Regions from separate parts of the Mus musculus genome. Here regions 1, 2 and 4 are each linked to region 3. The links are chromatin contacts, called in public ChIA-PET, HiChIP or PLAC-seq and promoter capture Hi-C maps. All regions are on one chromosome and are shown on one strand. Each heading gives the region's core, a stretch centred on a gene start, on an enhancer-like site or on the middle of the called end of the contact. The rest is flanking DNA. Distances are from core to core; before and after follow the strand shown.

Region 1 (3,619 bases), core at 858-3,357, 590 kb after region 3:
TCTGCAGTCCACACTCTCACCTAGGCAGACTGGTCTCTGAGGGACCCAGGACCCAAGATGGCTCCCTCACCTGCCCCAGCAGTCCTCTTATCTGTCTTAAACTCAGAATATTAGACTTTTCAGTCCATCTGGGGATTTCAGATTATTACCCTTCATTCCAGACACCGAGGAGAGATTAAGATGAAGGGTGTGACATAGTTTCTCATTGTCTGCTTCCTGTGGGGAGGAGACAATGGTGGATGAGGCTAAGATATAAAGGGGCAAGTTTACTTGATATAACAGGATCAGAGTTTTCAATTGATCAGTTGCAGCAGATTATGCAAAAGCTATAGGTGTGTGTCTTAGTCAGGGTTTGTATTTTTGCACAAAGCATCATGACCAAGAAGCAATTTGGGGAGGAGAGGGTTTATTCAGCTTACACTTCCACAATGCTGTTCATCACCAAAGGAAGTCAGGACTGGAACTCAAGCAGGGCAGGGAGCAGGAGCTGATGCAGAGGCCATGGAGGGATGTTACTTACTGGCTTGCTTCACCTGGCTTGTTCAGCCTGCTCTCTTAGAGAACCAAGACTACCAGCCCAGAGATGGCACCACCTACAAGGGGACCTCCCTGCTAGATCCCTAATTGAGAAAATGCCTTACAGCTGGATCTCATGGAGGCATTTCCTCAACTGAAGCTCCTTTCTCTGTGATAACTCCAGCTGTGTCAAGTTGACACACAAAACATTGTGTATCTCCATTGCACAACACACCCATGGAATAAACCTGAAATCCTATCACAGAGTGGTTTATTATGCACAAATAACTGTTTCACTATCATACCATGAGTCACATCTTGTCTGACTGGTCAGGGTTCTAGCAGACATGATCTGCCACTGGATAACTTCCCTGGTGCCTTTTCTCCACTGGCAGCTCACATAGCACCATCCAGTAATATGATCAATAGAGAGCAATGAGGGTGTTTCCTCCTTTTTGTAGGGAATGATGGCTAATACAGATATGCATAACTGCCCAATGTACTGAGAGTAAGTGACTGGAGCATGCTCAGCTTCTTATCTGTTCTCCAGGCCTAAGGAACATAACAGAAGACAGGTAAGGACTTAAAAGCTAGACTATGGATACCTGCACATGACTGGGCCTTCCAACTTTCCACCGTGGACAGGGGAGATGCCCATGTGGCCTCATTATTTCCTCAGGAGCTATTGGCAATAGTTGTTAGTGAAGGAAGTTTTTTTTTCTCTAATAGGGGCAGCCACTGCTGGGACTTGATGGGAGGAAGGAGTTTGGAGAGAAGGGAAGAGTAATAGCAGAGTGTGATGGAAGGTTGTGTATAGCAATGCAGTGTGTGTGTGTGTGTGAGAGAGAGAGGGGGGAGGGGAGAGAGAGAGAGAGATTGTTTTTAAAAAAATGAGTGGAGGAACTGTCAGGACCAGGTGGGAAGGAGTTCAGAGAGAGGGAAGGAGGGCTAGCATAGTCTAATGGGAAGTGAATATTATAACAGTTTACAATATACTGCCTGGGTATATAACTGTCAAAGGAAAAAAAAACAGGTAGGAAAAAAAAAGCCCTGGCTCTGACAAATTTGCTCTTCCACTTCTGTTTTTACATTTAAACAAATAGAGGCTCCATGACCACTGGGACTAGACAAAATGTGGCTCCACAGCTAGGCCTAATCTCTCTCTCTCTCTCTCTCTCTCTCTCTCTCACACACACACACACACACACACACACACACACACACCACACACACACACACACACACACCCTGACCTCATTCCCAATCCCCCAACCACACTCCACCCCCTGCTTATTAAATGCACAGGGAACTGAACTCCCACAACAGAGCTGGGGCGTGGCTGAGCTGAACTCATTAGTGGGGGATGGAAAAAAGAAGGGCTGTCTTTTTGAGATCAGGACAAGTAATGCAGTTGCTTCAGCAGACTGCCCATGTGAAGAAACCCTGGAGTCCTCCACCATAGCTAACCACCTCCTGAGATAGGAGAAATGGGAGTGGGGGATGGGCAGCAGGAGCTCGCTGGGCCAGCCAGGACCATTTGTGGTCATCTACCACCATCTAGCGGTCAGCCCGGACATTGCCTCAGGAAAGGTTCGGCAGATGCCAGTCTCATTAGCAGCCATTTCACGGTTTGTACTGTCGCTTTTCCCTGGGGTCAGTGCGACTTGAGCTCAAGGCTGCAGGAAATGGCTGCTTGCGCAAGCGTACTCTTACTTAGTCTCCGGCTCTGCTAGCGACTGCCCCTGGTATATTCATGCGCCTGCGCTCATCACAGGCTTGTAGATCACTAAAATTTAGGCTTTAAACGCTTGATTAGTCTGCTATGGAGTCAACACACAGAACACACAAACAGATATATATGTTCTGTTTCTGTTTCTTATGTCTCCGGAATTTGAAAAAACTGGTCTACTCCCCCCACCCCCCATCCCCGTCCCCTTTTACATCTTAAAGTGTGTATTTCCAATGAGATCATGTACACAAACACTATAAAGTGCAAAAAGAAAAAAAGAGAAACAAACTAGAAAGCTATGAAAACAATGTCGATGATGGGGTTTATATGCATATCTTCTGACTTCCCTTTGATATCTTATTTTTTATGAAACAGGTGGTATATGAAAAAGAGGATGCAAGCAGACGCTGCCATTGCCCACCAGTGCCTAGTGCTTAGCATCTGATAGTAAAGGGCAGCATAGTCATTTTCTACAACTTCCAGCTGATAGGAGCTTCACATGAATTTTAAGAGGAGCACTTTTGTTGTTGTTTTTCGAGACAGGGTTTCTCTGTGTAGTCCTGCCTGTCCTGGAACTCACTCTGTAGACAAGGCTGGCCTCGAACTCAGAAATCCACCTGCCTCTGCCTCCCAAGTACTAGGATTAAAGGTGTGCGCCACCACTGCCAGCACTTTTAAACCTATACTTAGAAAACAACCAAAGAAAATTTAAAATCTCGAGCTTGTGACTTTTTGGAATCTCAGTATAACAATAGCACAGAGAGGGAAAGAAATATGAAACATTTTTACATACCTTGTCACCCCCTTTCACTTTATAACCTGCATTTACACATCTTAAACACTTTGTAGTGAAAAAGTAAAACGTAAAAACAAAATTCTAGGCCTTTAGGCCCAGGCTTGGGAATGTGACCTCTGTGACTCAGTGCTCCAAGGTATGCTAATCATAAAACAGATAGCCACATTCCTCCACCCACCTGCTTCCTGGGTTCAAAGAGTGTTCATTCAAAGAATGTGCTATTGTTAGGGGCTCTTAGAAACTGTCTTGAGAGATAACCTGAACAAATACCAGGTATTCCTTGTGACACTTGTGACTTTGCACTTCCTTGTGACTCTTAACTGGTATCTTTGGTATTTTTTTCCAACAACGCCCTCCCCACTTCCTTGAGTTGTGGTTTCTGCCTTTAAATACCCCAGCTACTCAGGGCGCCACGGTCCTCTACCCCTGCGTGGTGTATGACTGTGGGGCTGAGAGCGCTCTTGAATAAAAATCCTCTTGCAGTTTGCAGCAAGACCGTTTCTTGTGGGTGATTTTGGGGTGTCACATCTCCTGAGTCAGAACGTGGGGGAGTCCTCAGATTGTGGGTCTTTCAGTAG
Region 2 (3,258 bases), core at 215-2,714, 630 kb after region 3:
AAGGAGGCCCATAGGATGTGATATCTGTTGAATTCTCTGAAGCCTTCACAGACTCTGGTAGCTTAAGGCAACCACTGCCAATTTTTGACCTAACTACATACTGCACAAGAAGACAATGCCACTTTCTACGCAATGTAATCTGCTGCCTGACCACAGTTGCCAGCACTGAGTACATGTCTAACACTCACCTTCGTGTGTCAAATACAAACTAGAAAAAATCCACACTTGCAACACAACAAAGAAGAAAACAATCTAAGTCTTAGATTTAACATGTGATACCAAAACTTTGAAGGAAAAAGGTAAGACGGTGTGCTATCAAATGACTGAATAAACAACAAAAAAAAAAATTGGCAGAACTTTATCTATCTTGAAGGTTTTATAAAGGTAGCATTTGATTACTGAGGCTATGGAGCACTCACAAAAAGGGACCTATCATGACTGCCCTCCGAAGGACCCAACAAGCAGCTGAGTCAGATGCAGATATTTGCACCCAACCAATGGACAGAAGCAGCTGTCCCCTGTTGTTGAATTAGGGAAGGCTGAAAGAAGCTGAGGAGAAGAGCGATCCTGTAGGAGGACCAGCAAGTCTCAATTAATCTGGACCTCCAAGATCTCTCAGACACTGGACCACCAAACAGGCAACATACACCAGCTGATATGAGGCCCCCAACACACATACAGCAGAGAACTTCCAGGTCTGTGTTCATTCAGAGATGATGCACCTAACCCTCAAGAGACTGGAGGCCCCAGGGAGTTTAGAGCTCAGGTGGGGTGGGGTAGAGACATCCACGTGGAGACAGAGTGGGGTGGGGAGGAGGTATGGGATATGGAGCAGTTGGAGGGTGGATGGGGGGAGCAGGGAATGGAACATGGAGTGTAAAAAATAAATTAAAAGTAAAATAAAATAAAATAAAATAAAGAATAAATGTAGCATTTGATAATATTTTGTACACACTCCTCAGTGTCCTGCATGCTTTACATATGTAAACCCATTTAACTCTTTGAACTGTCTATGGTGGAAACTATTTCCATTATTGTTCATGTAAGAGCTGAGTGATCCAAGGGTCCCATAAAGTTACCTTGGGCTTAAATTCAAGCTCAAGAATCCCTGCATTTAGTCCACTTTGCACAATCAAATGAACACTGGGTAAAGCTCCTAAGGCTTCTGACATTTACATTAACTTTGTCACCTGGGTCTGTCCTCAAGCCCATCAACCACTGTTTATCAAAGGAAAGGGGACTATCCTTGGGTTTGGTCACTCCTAAGTAGGCTACTGTAGTCAACCGCCCTCTGACATTACTAGTAGGGGGATGGGTAACGGGAGTGCACTGGCGCAACAGGGACCATTTGTGATCCTCCAGCGCCATCTCGTGGCTGGAGCTAGCACTGCCTCAGGAGGAGCCCCTTAGAAGCTGGTCTCTGGAGCAGCCATTTTGTACTCTCCTTTCATAGCGGGCACCTCAGCCTGAGCTAGCGGCTGCAGGAAATGGCCGCGCGAGTAGGTGTATTCTTACCCTGGAGCTGGCTAGCTTACTCATGCGCATGCGCCCCCTCCCCCCTTCCCTCCCCGCCCCCCCCCCGCAGGAGCGATCCAAATCTGCCTGCGCAACAGAAATCTGCTGCAGTCACGGGTGCATGCGTCCGTATTCGTGGTGCCTGTCTGCGGCAGTCTGACTAGATCTATGCTGACACACTCCTCAGTGTGTGTGTGTTCCCCCAAGTGAACATAAGTTGCTAGAGCAAGGCTTGTCAATATTAATATTAACGTTTTTGTCTGGATAATAATACTGTGTGTGTTGAGAATGAGGCACTAATATCACCTGTCACTATAGGTCGTTTAGCAGCATCCATGATTTTTAGCCTTTAGAAGCCACCCTCGGTTGTGGCAACCCAAAAAATCTTCGGTTACTACTGTATGACGCAAGAGGGTAGGGGTGGGCAGGACAAACCTCTGATTGAGAGCTGCCATCTCCAGTGTATACTGGAGAAGAGAGGAAATTGAAATGCTTAAGAAAAACGCTGGAGACATACCTTCAGGAAATTAAACAAAAATCTCAAGAACTCTTGTTATTAATATTTCCCCAGATGAAGGGCTAGAAAGATGGTTCAGCAGTTAAGAGCAGTGTGTACTCTTTAGAAATCTTAAGTTTTATTACAAGCACCCACATACAGCTAGAAACAATCTCTAACTCTAGTCTCCGAGGATCCACTGTCCTCTCTCTACTGGCCACCACTGACGTGGCAAATGGGTGGTGTGCAAAAACATACATGTGCAGGCAAAACACTTATACATATAATTTTTTTAATTTAAATGGGAAAAAAAACAATCCAAACATAGCCAGTTATTAAACAGTGTCATCAGAAATGTTTGCTTTGATTTTTCAAACGGGTAAATATTAGAGCAATGTTACTATCTGGGCCTGAGCTCTGCAGTAGGGCAGATTTAGAGTTTATTCCTATTTGCTCATCACATGTGTGGACCCAAGTTTTCTCCTCTATCAAATTGCACAATCAGAAATCTTTCTTGGCTTGGGGAATAACACCAGATTAAGTACACCAGCTGGAAGGAGACATTAGCCTTCAAACACATTTCATCAACTAGCTTGCTCAAGTTTCTCAGAAGGTTTCTCCTTGAGGCTGTTCATTAGCTCTCAGCTACCACGGGTATGGTTTTGGATAAATCACTTAACCTGTTTGTTTCCCCATTTACCCATCTCACAGGGTTATTGAGGCAACTGTAAAGTACATAAAAACAACATACTGTAGCTATCATCAGCTATTATTTTCCTCAGTTCTAATCGTTAGTAAAATTTAAAAGAAAAAAAAAGGTGCATAACAAGGCCTGTAGCTTACAGATCCATTTTCCACACCACCTCCCAGCATATGATTTAATGTAAAAGGTGACTGTAGTGTGGTGTTAAAATTCAAATACCTATTCATCTTTAAGTCTATAAACCACAGCCGTTCTTCTTTGGATTAAAACCTGATAAAATTTCATTATATGGAACACGGCCCTGATCCAGTCTCCTCACTCATTAGTCTTCAACTACTCTATGCTTTGGAACATGTTAAATCCTAGGTCCTGATAAGAGATCCTGTCTCACAAAACACGATGTATGGTGCCTAAGGAATGACACTAGAAGTTGATCTCTGGTCTTGACACACATGCGCATACACAAACACACAGACACACATAAACACACACACACACACACACAGGAGCATACCCATGTGAACATACACACAGACATGCATAC
Region 3 (3,166 bases), core at 295-2,794:
CTCCCCAAAAGCTGTTGGGCAGGTTATCAGGAGGGAGGCGCTTACCCTATATTTTAGACAAAATAAGATTGAGTTTGCTGAAGGATAAAGTAATTATGAAATCCCCTTGGAAAGAAGGATCTTTTCTCCTGACCTGAGGCCTCTCCAGAGTGCTCTCTCAGGCCACTGACCCTCACTTACCCTGTAGGTAGTATGCTGGGTAGCCTTCTTCCCGCAGCTTCTGGAGCAGGACGCCCAGCACCGAGTCAGCATCCCACTCTTCTTTGGCCTCCGCTTTGGCCTCCGCTTTAGCCTCCGCTTTGGCCTCCGCTTTGGCCTCCGCTTTGGCCTCCGCTTTAGCCTCCGCTTTGGCCTCCGCTTTGGCCTCCGCTTTAGCCTCCGCTTCGTTCTCCGCTTCAGCCTTAGGTTCGGCCTCCGCTTCAGCCTTAGGTTCGGCCTCCGCTTCAGCCTTAGGTTCGGCCTTCGCTTCAGCCTCCGCTGCTTCACGATGGCACTGGCCACTGCTACCCTGGTCGTACAGGAGCACAGGGGCCGGTGGGGGAGGCTGCAGTGGTGGCCCAGGCAAGAGCGACCGCACCGACATGCTCCCCCTCCGCAGGCGGCGCAGCATCAGCGAGGGCAGGGCCACGCTCAGCGCCCCGCAGATGCGCGCCGACTCATACAGCTCCCGGCTGCGGCAGTCCAGCAGCAGAAGCTGTGGGCGCGGGGACGACAGCTCCTGACGCAGCCACAGGCATGACCGACTCAGACTCTCCATGGTCGCGCAGCGTCCTGCACGTCGGGCAGTGGGTGCTGTGGAGAGAGGCAAGGCGCGGAGTGAGGGCAAGTTTGTCTCTACTCCTGCAGCGTGGATCAGGCTACTGAGGCGGGAAGTCAACCCCTGTCCTGAGGGCAGGCTTTCAGTGTCCCCGCAGGGACATTCCTCTACCGCCTGCTTCTCTCCTCGCGCTCCACCCACAGTGAGAACACCAAGGAAGGCGCCCCTGGAAAAAGACCCGAGGCTGCCGCCACTTGGGCGCTGCTCCCTGCCCCGCTTACATGGAGTTTTCGTGAGACATACCCCAGAAGATAGCTGGGCGTCTACCGGTCTCTGAAGTGCTAGGAGGACTAAAACCAGTTCCCTCCACACCCCTTTTCTGACTTTCTCATTTGCTCTGATCTCCATCACTCCCCAAGTTCAATTTTGGATGTGTGGAGAAGTTGGGTTCAAGGCCCGGCTCTCCTCTAAAGCCCGGAAGACCCAGAGAACAAGAGGGTCACCGAGGTTGTGGGCCTCGGCGAGTCCCGTAAGAGCTGACTCGGCCCCACTCCTACCCACCCCAGGAGAGAACAAAAGGAGAGACCTGGAGCGAGATCCAGAGGCAGGCGACTGCACCCGGACGTCCTGGCCACAGCTAGTGCCACGGCAGGGCGTAGGTATCGTTCATGGAGACGGATCCCCCAGGCTTGGGCGCTCGGAGAGGGCGGGGTGGTGGAGCAGGCTCGCACGTGGAAGCCAAGCCTCGCGCCACTCGTGCGCCGGCCGCTTCCTGGCAGCAGAATCCAGATTCCACCTTGGAAGGCTCTGCCTTCGGACCGACTAAGTAGCAGCTCAAAGGGGCGGGACGGGGCGGGGCGGTGGGGCGGGCTCAGGGAGCAGGAGAGCCAACCAGGGCTAAGGAAAAGCCTGGTGGGAGTTGCAAGCCGCAGGCTGAGCTAGGGCTTCCACCCAGGCGGGACAGGGTCAGGGCAGAGGCCAAGGGCAGGTCGGGGGCCCAGCAGGGGACATGTTGCAGTTGCCCCTGCTTGGCGCCAGTCTGGTCCCTGGAAGCAGGAAGAGGGGTGGGGACAAAAGCCCAGAGCCCCAGAACCAGAAACTGTCTCAAACAACTCAATAATGCTGAACTACCTGGAACTAGATGGCCCCCATCTGTATAATGGGCCAATCAGAGCCTTCTAATGTATTTTACTGTGAGATGCCACTAAAAAACTGAAGGCACAAGGCAGCTCCTGGGTGTGCTATTTCCATCTGGGCTTCATTTGTACAGGCCTAGCTAAAGGTACACAAGAATTCCGAGCACCCAACTCTAAACTGAGACACTGTGCTCTTATCAGGTGAAGAGGGGCGCCTCCCCAAAGCCTCTTTCCCATAAGCCCCTGGATGGATCCACGTGGAAAGAAGTCGTTTTACTGCAATATGTCCCCATCCCCATTCTCCTTCTGGCTTTTCTAGTGGTCATGACTATACAAGTCACTGTCCCAGTTTTTGAAACTTCAGCGTGTCTCCACCCTGCCCCATTCCAGAGCACCATTCAGTCCACTAAGGCTGGTGGCCTCCAGCCAGCCCACTGGACAGGTGATGAACAGGAAAGACACACAAGGGCTCTCCTTGCCTGGGTGTTCTAGTCCAGCAGGACACACTAACAATAAGCAAAGGCACTGGACCAGATATCGGGGTGATAAGTGCTGACAATGAAAGGAGAGGCAGGGGAGGCTTCTAAAAAAGCCCCATCTGGCCATGTGTCCTTTCTCTGCTAAAAGCCCAAGAAAAGCAAATAACAGTTTTAAAGGAAAACACACAACAGATAAGATAAAGCTCGCACAAAATAATCAAAGGGTTAAGACCCCGTAGATAAATGGGTAAGGAACTCAAGGACTGCATACTCTGCCCAAAGGAAGGAATGTGATGGGGTAAGAATATATGGGGAAAGGTTGAAGCTCAGGCATGGAAGGAAAGCCAATTCAAAAAAATAGGGAAATACTTCCCAGTCACTACATTAGTAGAATGTTCTCAAAATGAGAACGCCAAGTGTTGGCAAGAGCTGACTGGGGCTTGATTATGTTGTGGACAAGTTAGTGGTGGCATGAGGCCATGGATGCAGACAGCTGAAGAGACAGTATCTTACCCTCCCAATCCTGGAGGTTGTGTACTTGGAGGGAGGATCTCCAACAAGAGGGAAATACTGGTATTCCCAGAAATCTAGCTGTGCTCTCCGGAGTAGGCTTTCTAGAGGAAGTGATAGGAACTGCCCTGGAGGATGAGCATGGGAGAGAGGCACCTCTCCATGAAGGTACGGGGAGCCTAGGCATCAATAACCCGTTCCACTCCTGTCCACACCTGAAGAATATTTTCCCTACACCTAGTCCCAGGCGCCTGCTGGCAAGGCCCCAATTCTAGCATAGGATA
Region 4 (3,412 bases), core at 876-3,375, 600 kb after region 3:
CTGGAGATGAAACTTGAAAGGTTATTGGAAGGTCCAGAGCAGGGACTCGGAGATGGCTTGGGGTGGGGGGGTGGGGGGTGCTCTGGGAACTTGCCGCAACTGGGAAGGGGTAATACTTGGGACAGTTGAGAAGTTGCTGGAACCAGGATCGGTCTGTGTCTTGTTCAGAGCTGGAACTGAGATAGATGGTGAGTGTCCTAAAATGGCGCTGGGACAGGGAAGGGGCGGTCCTTGGGACAGCTGGCAGGTTGTTCGGACCAGGATGGAGCTGGATGGCAGCAGGTTCTGGAATTTGGAGGGACGTTTCGTTGTGCATGAGGTCAGTGGAGCAGTTGCTCAATTTCATGCAAGAACTTTTTCTTTTTGTTTTTTTGAGACAGGGTTTTTTTGTTGTTGTTTTGTTTTGTTTTTGTTTTTCGAGACAGGATTTCTCTGTGTATCCCTGGCTGTCCAGGAACTCACTTTGTAGACCAGTCTGGCCTCTAACTTAGAAATCTGCCTGCCTCTGCCTCCCGAGTGCTGGGATTAAAGGCGTGCGCCACCGTGCGCCACCACGTCCGGCTGCAAGAACTTTTTTCTTTTTTTTCTTTCTTTCTTTCTTTCTTTCTTTCTTTCTTTCTTTCTTTCTTTCTTTCTTTCTTTCTTTCTTTCTTTCTTTCTTTCTTCCTTCCTTCCTTCCTTCCTTCCTTCCTTCTTTCTTTCTTTCTCTTTCTTTCTCTTTCTCTCTCTCTCTCTCTCTCTCTCTCTCTCTCTCTCTCTTTCTTTCTTAGGTATTTTCTTCATTTACATTTCAAATGCTATTCCAAAAGTCCCCCATACCCCCCCACACACACACACTCCCACTTCTTGGCCCTGGCATTCCTCCGTACTGAGGCATATAAAGTTTGCAAGACCACATATTCGGGAACTTTCAGAATAGCATTTGAAATGTAAATGAAGAAAATATCTAATTAAAAAAAAAGTAGCTACTGCCCGCTTAGGTTTCAAAACTGACAGATCAGCCCCAGCCTACTTCAAGTGCAGGGATTAAAGATGTGCTCAGCCATACCCAGCAAGGGGCTGTCTTTAGATTCTTGAGCAGACTCAGAATTAGCACAGCCTGCGTGGGCAGGGACATTCAGGATAGACCATGTTAAATATTCCTTTGCCTTGCCTTGAACAGATCAGTGGGCAGGAACCAGCACTGCTTGTCTGGATAGAGCCAGAAGACTGCCAGGATCAAGCACCAGCACAGGAAAGTCACCATAGCCACACTTCAGTGGGGCACTCTACAGAAGACAGCAGGGTGAGCATCTATTTTGGGAATAGCCTCTAACTGTAGCAGAAGACTGGTGAAGGGGTTTCTTGCCAAGATTCACAGACTGCAGGGTAGGGCCATACCTGAGAGTTGTCTTTTACTTTCTGGGGTCTTTTTTTTTTTTTTGCCTCTGATTCCAGATTCCATACTATTGTAAACCCATATGCTTAATTTATCAGCACTCGCTCCTCAGTCTCTGCCCTATCCTACTCTCCACACCTGTTGCTAAGATGCTTCATTAGTTGGAGAACCATGGCATCACCTGTTGTCCATAAAAGGCCTTAACCTATGTGGTAACTTATGGTAGAAATCTAGATTCACACTGTTCTTGTGTCCATGTCAATACTTTAGCTTGTCGTACGTTCTTTGCACTCAGCACTGTGATCACATCTGCTGAGTTCTAGTCATCTTTCTTATCTGTTGAGCATTTCTTCAGGTGGAGGAGAGTTTATGTGTTGCCAATCTTGAACCTAACAAGGAATGGGTTAAATCCAATATAGCACTGAGTGGGTGGCAGAGTGCTCTCCTGTTCTTTCCTCCACTGGCATTGGTCTTTGCCTCCTGACATTGGCATTTTCCCCACAGGTACTTGCAGAATGCACAGTAGTGTCCCTGGACTTGCAAGGAGGTTGCTGCAACCAAAGGTCAGCAGGGTTCAGTGAGGTTTGGGGAGCTTTCTGTGATTGAACAAGACTGAATGTCTGGGAAAAGGAAAGGTGATGGGAATCATTAAGTAACATCTTAACTTCATTTGCATTTCAGGTTGTGGAAACCAGGACATCACTGCCTTTCTATATGGCATTGGTTTAGAATCTTTGAGTCCTAGTGTTAGGTCTGCTGATAGAGGGAGGGAACAATGGCCGTGGCTCTATTAGATGACTGGTGTAAGGGGATGGATCTGGATCCCAAGAAGGCTGTGCTCATTGTGGGCATCCCCGTGCAGTACACTGAGGCTGCGATAAATGATGCTCTGAAAGAAGGCTTACCTCCCTTGTGTGCATACAAGGTGATAGGCAGGATGTTCAGGAGGGAAGATGAAGCTAAGGCAGTCTTAATTGAACTGCCTGAAGTTGTTGATTATACTATGATGCCTACTCATATACCAGCAGAGGGTGGGGCCTGGGAAGTGGTTGTCAAACCCCGTAGCCCAGATGATGAGTTTATGAATAAGTTGATCTACTTTCTAAGAGATGAAGGACGGAGAATAGTAGATGTGGCCAAAGCCCTGGGGTTTAGCACTGTTCCTACAGGGAAAATAGAGTTAAAGAATTTAGACCAAGACAAACCAAAAGGCTTGAAGTCTCTGTGTAATAATAGCACATGTTACAAAAAACTGAAAGTATTTTCTGGCAGTCCCTTTCCAGGCCCAGGAGAAGAAAGCTTTGAAACCTGGTTAGAGGAGGTCACTGAGCTGATGCAGTTATGGCAGGTGTCCGAGAGGGAAAAGAAGCAGTGCCTTCTAGAGAGCTTGCGTGGCTCTGCCCTGTCAATCATGCAGGCACTGTGGACTAGCAATGACTCCCTAACCGTGGAGCAGTGCTTGAAAGCCCTAAAGCACATCTTTGGAAATAAAGAGGACTCTAAGGTCTTACAGTTCAGGTTCCTTCAGTCTTCTCAGAAACCTGCAGAGAAGGTATCTGACTACTTGCTACGTTTAGAGCCCCTGCTGCAAAAAGCAGTGCAGCAGAGCCCACTGTCAGCACACAGTGCAGATTCAATTCGTCTCAAGCACGTCTTATCTCAGGTCTCCATGACCACTGGCCTTCGGGGAAAGCTCTCCCTCTTAGATCAGCAAGGGTGCCCACCTACTTTTCTGGAATTAATGAAACTTACTCGAGACGAGGAAGAGTGGGAAAGCACTGTGGTAGTGGAGGAGCAGGAGCAGGTACGAAGGGACAGCAGCGCATGTGAGGCGGCAAATGAAGTTGTCACCCAGGCAGAGGATTCTAGGGAGGTCAGCACCCAGACCACAGGAGAGGAGATGACATCAGTGAAACGGAGGCGACTGCTCTGGAGACACAGTGCTGGGGAAGAGGGACAGAGGAAGGAATCAGGTTTCTGGGCTGAAAGTGAACCCGATGAGCAGAAACCTTATGTTAGAGCACAGGAGTCGGG

What was found. Promoter capture Hi-C pulls out the DNA fragments that hold promoters and counts their contacts. ChIA-PET counts read pairs in DNA pulled down with a chosen protein or histone mark. HiChIP or PLAC-seq counts read pairs in DNA pulled down with a chosen protein or histone mark.
Region 1: an H3K27ac HiChIP or PLAC-seq map of trophoblast stem cells shows a contact between it and region 3, with 9 read pairs. The contact joins the enhancer-like site here to the promoter of Dusp9 in region 3. A contact is called at or near these places in 11 of 39 promoter capture datasets (the C10 cell line, the HPC-7 cell line, the SN4741 cell line and 6 more), 2 of 484 Hi-C or Micro-C datasets (both in embryonic stem cells), 4 of 115 datasets of contacts at active chromatin or transcription factors (embryonic stem cells, extraembryonic endoderm stem cells, stem cell-derived neural progenitor cells and 1 more) and 2 of 9 other capture datasets (adipose tissue and embryonic stem cells).
Region 2: an RNA polymerase II ChIA-PET map of memory CD8 T cells shows a contact between it and region 3, with 10 read pairs. The contact joins the enhancer-like site here to the promoter of Dusp9 in region 3. A contact is called at or near these places in 8 of 39 promoter capture datasets (the 3T3-L1 cell line, the HPC-7 cell line, cranial neural crest and 3 more), 11 of 484 Hi-C or Micro-C datasets (CD4 T cells, the G1E-ER4 cell line, beige adipocytes and 6 more) and 6 of 115 datasets of contacts at active chromatin or transcription factors (embryonic stem cells, extraembryonic endoderm stem cells, memory CD8 T cells and 1 more).
Region 4: a promoter capture Hi-C map of the SN4741 cell line shows a contact between it and region 3, with 6 times the contacts expected there. The contact joins the promoter of Pnma5 here to the promoter of Dusp9 in region 3. A contact is called at or near these places in 10 of 39 promoter capture datasets (the 3T3-L1 cell line, the C10 cell line, the HPC-7 cell line and 6 more), 3 of 15 datasets of contacts at CTCF or cohesin (the NIH/3T3 cell line, large pre-B cells and pro-B cells), 7 of 484 Hi-C or Micro-C datasets (B cells, bone marrow-derived macrophages, common lymphoid progenitors and 3 more), 5 of 115 datasets of contacts at active chromatin or transcription factors (embryonic stem cells, extraembryonic endoderm stem cells and stem cell-derived neural progenitor cells) and 5 of 9 other capture datasets (adipose tissue, embryonic stem cells, liver and 2 more).

What each region holds. Positions count from the first base shown.
Region 1 is chrX:73,052,554-73,056,172 of GRCm38.p6, reverse strand. No RefSeq gene overlaps it. Among named protein-coding and RNA genes, the nearest start is that of Pnma3, 10 kb to the left of the region's middle. Within about 2 kb of position 2,107, at least 73 of the 459 cell types and tissues checked have an H3K27ac peak or open chromatin away from gene starts, as enhancers often do. A contact at or near this core is called in trophoblast stem cells, where this site is marked.
Region 2 is chrX:73,006,442-73,009,699 of GRCm38.p6, reverse strand. All of the region lies in intron 12 of Zfp185 (zinc finger protein 185), which reads right to left. Among named protein-coding and RNA genes, the nearest start is that of Mir2137, 16 kb to the right of the region's middle. Within about 2 kb of position 1,464, at least 324 of the 459 cell types and tissues checked have an H3K27ac peak or open chromatin away from gene starts, as enhancers often do. A contact at or near this core is called in the G1E-ER4 cell line, the HPC-7 cell line, beige adipocytes and 5 more, where this site is marked.
Region 3 is chrX:73,637,819-73,640,984 of GRCm38.p6, reverse strand. It overlaps Dusp9 (dual specificity phosphatase 9), which reads right to left and starts at 1,544. Exons shown (of 4, transcript NM_029352.3): 1 at 1,344-1,544; 2 at 181-792. The coding sequence starts at 757.
Region 4 is chrX:73,035,816-73,039,227 of GRCm38.p6, reverse strand. Pnma5 (paraneoplastic antigen family 5) reads left to right here and starts at 2,125. Exons shown (of 2, transcript NM_001100461.3): 1 at 2,125-3,412. The coding sequence starts at 2,154. It overlaps Gm52421 (a long non-coding RNA gene), which reads right to left and starts at 3,208. Exons shown (of 2, transcript XR_003953046.1): 1 at 3,131-3,208.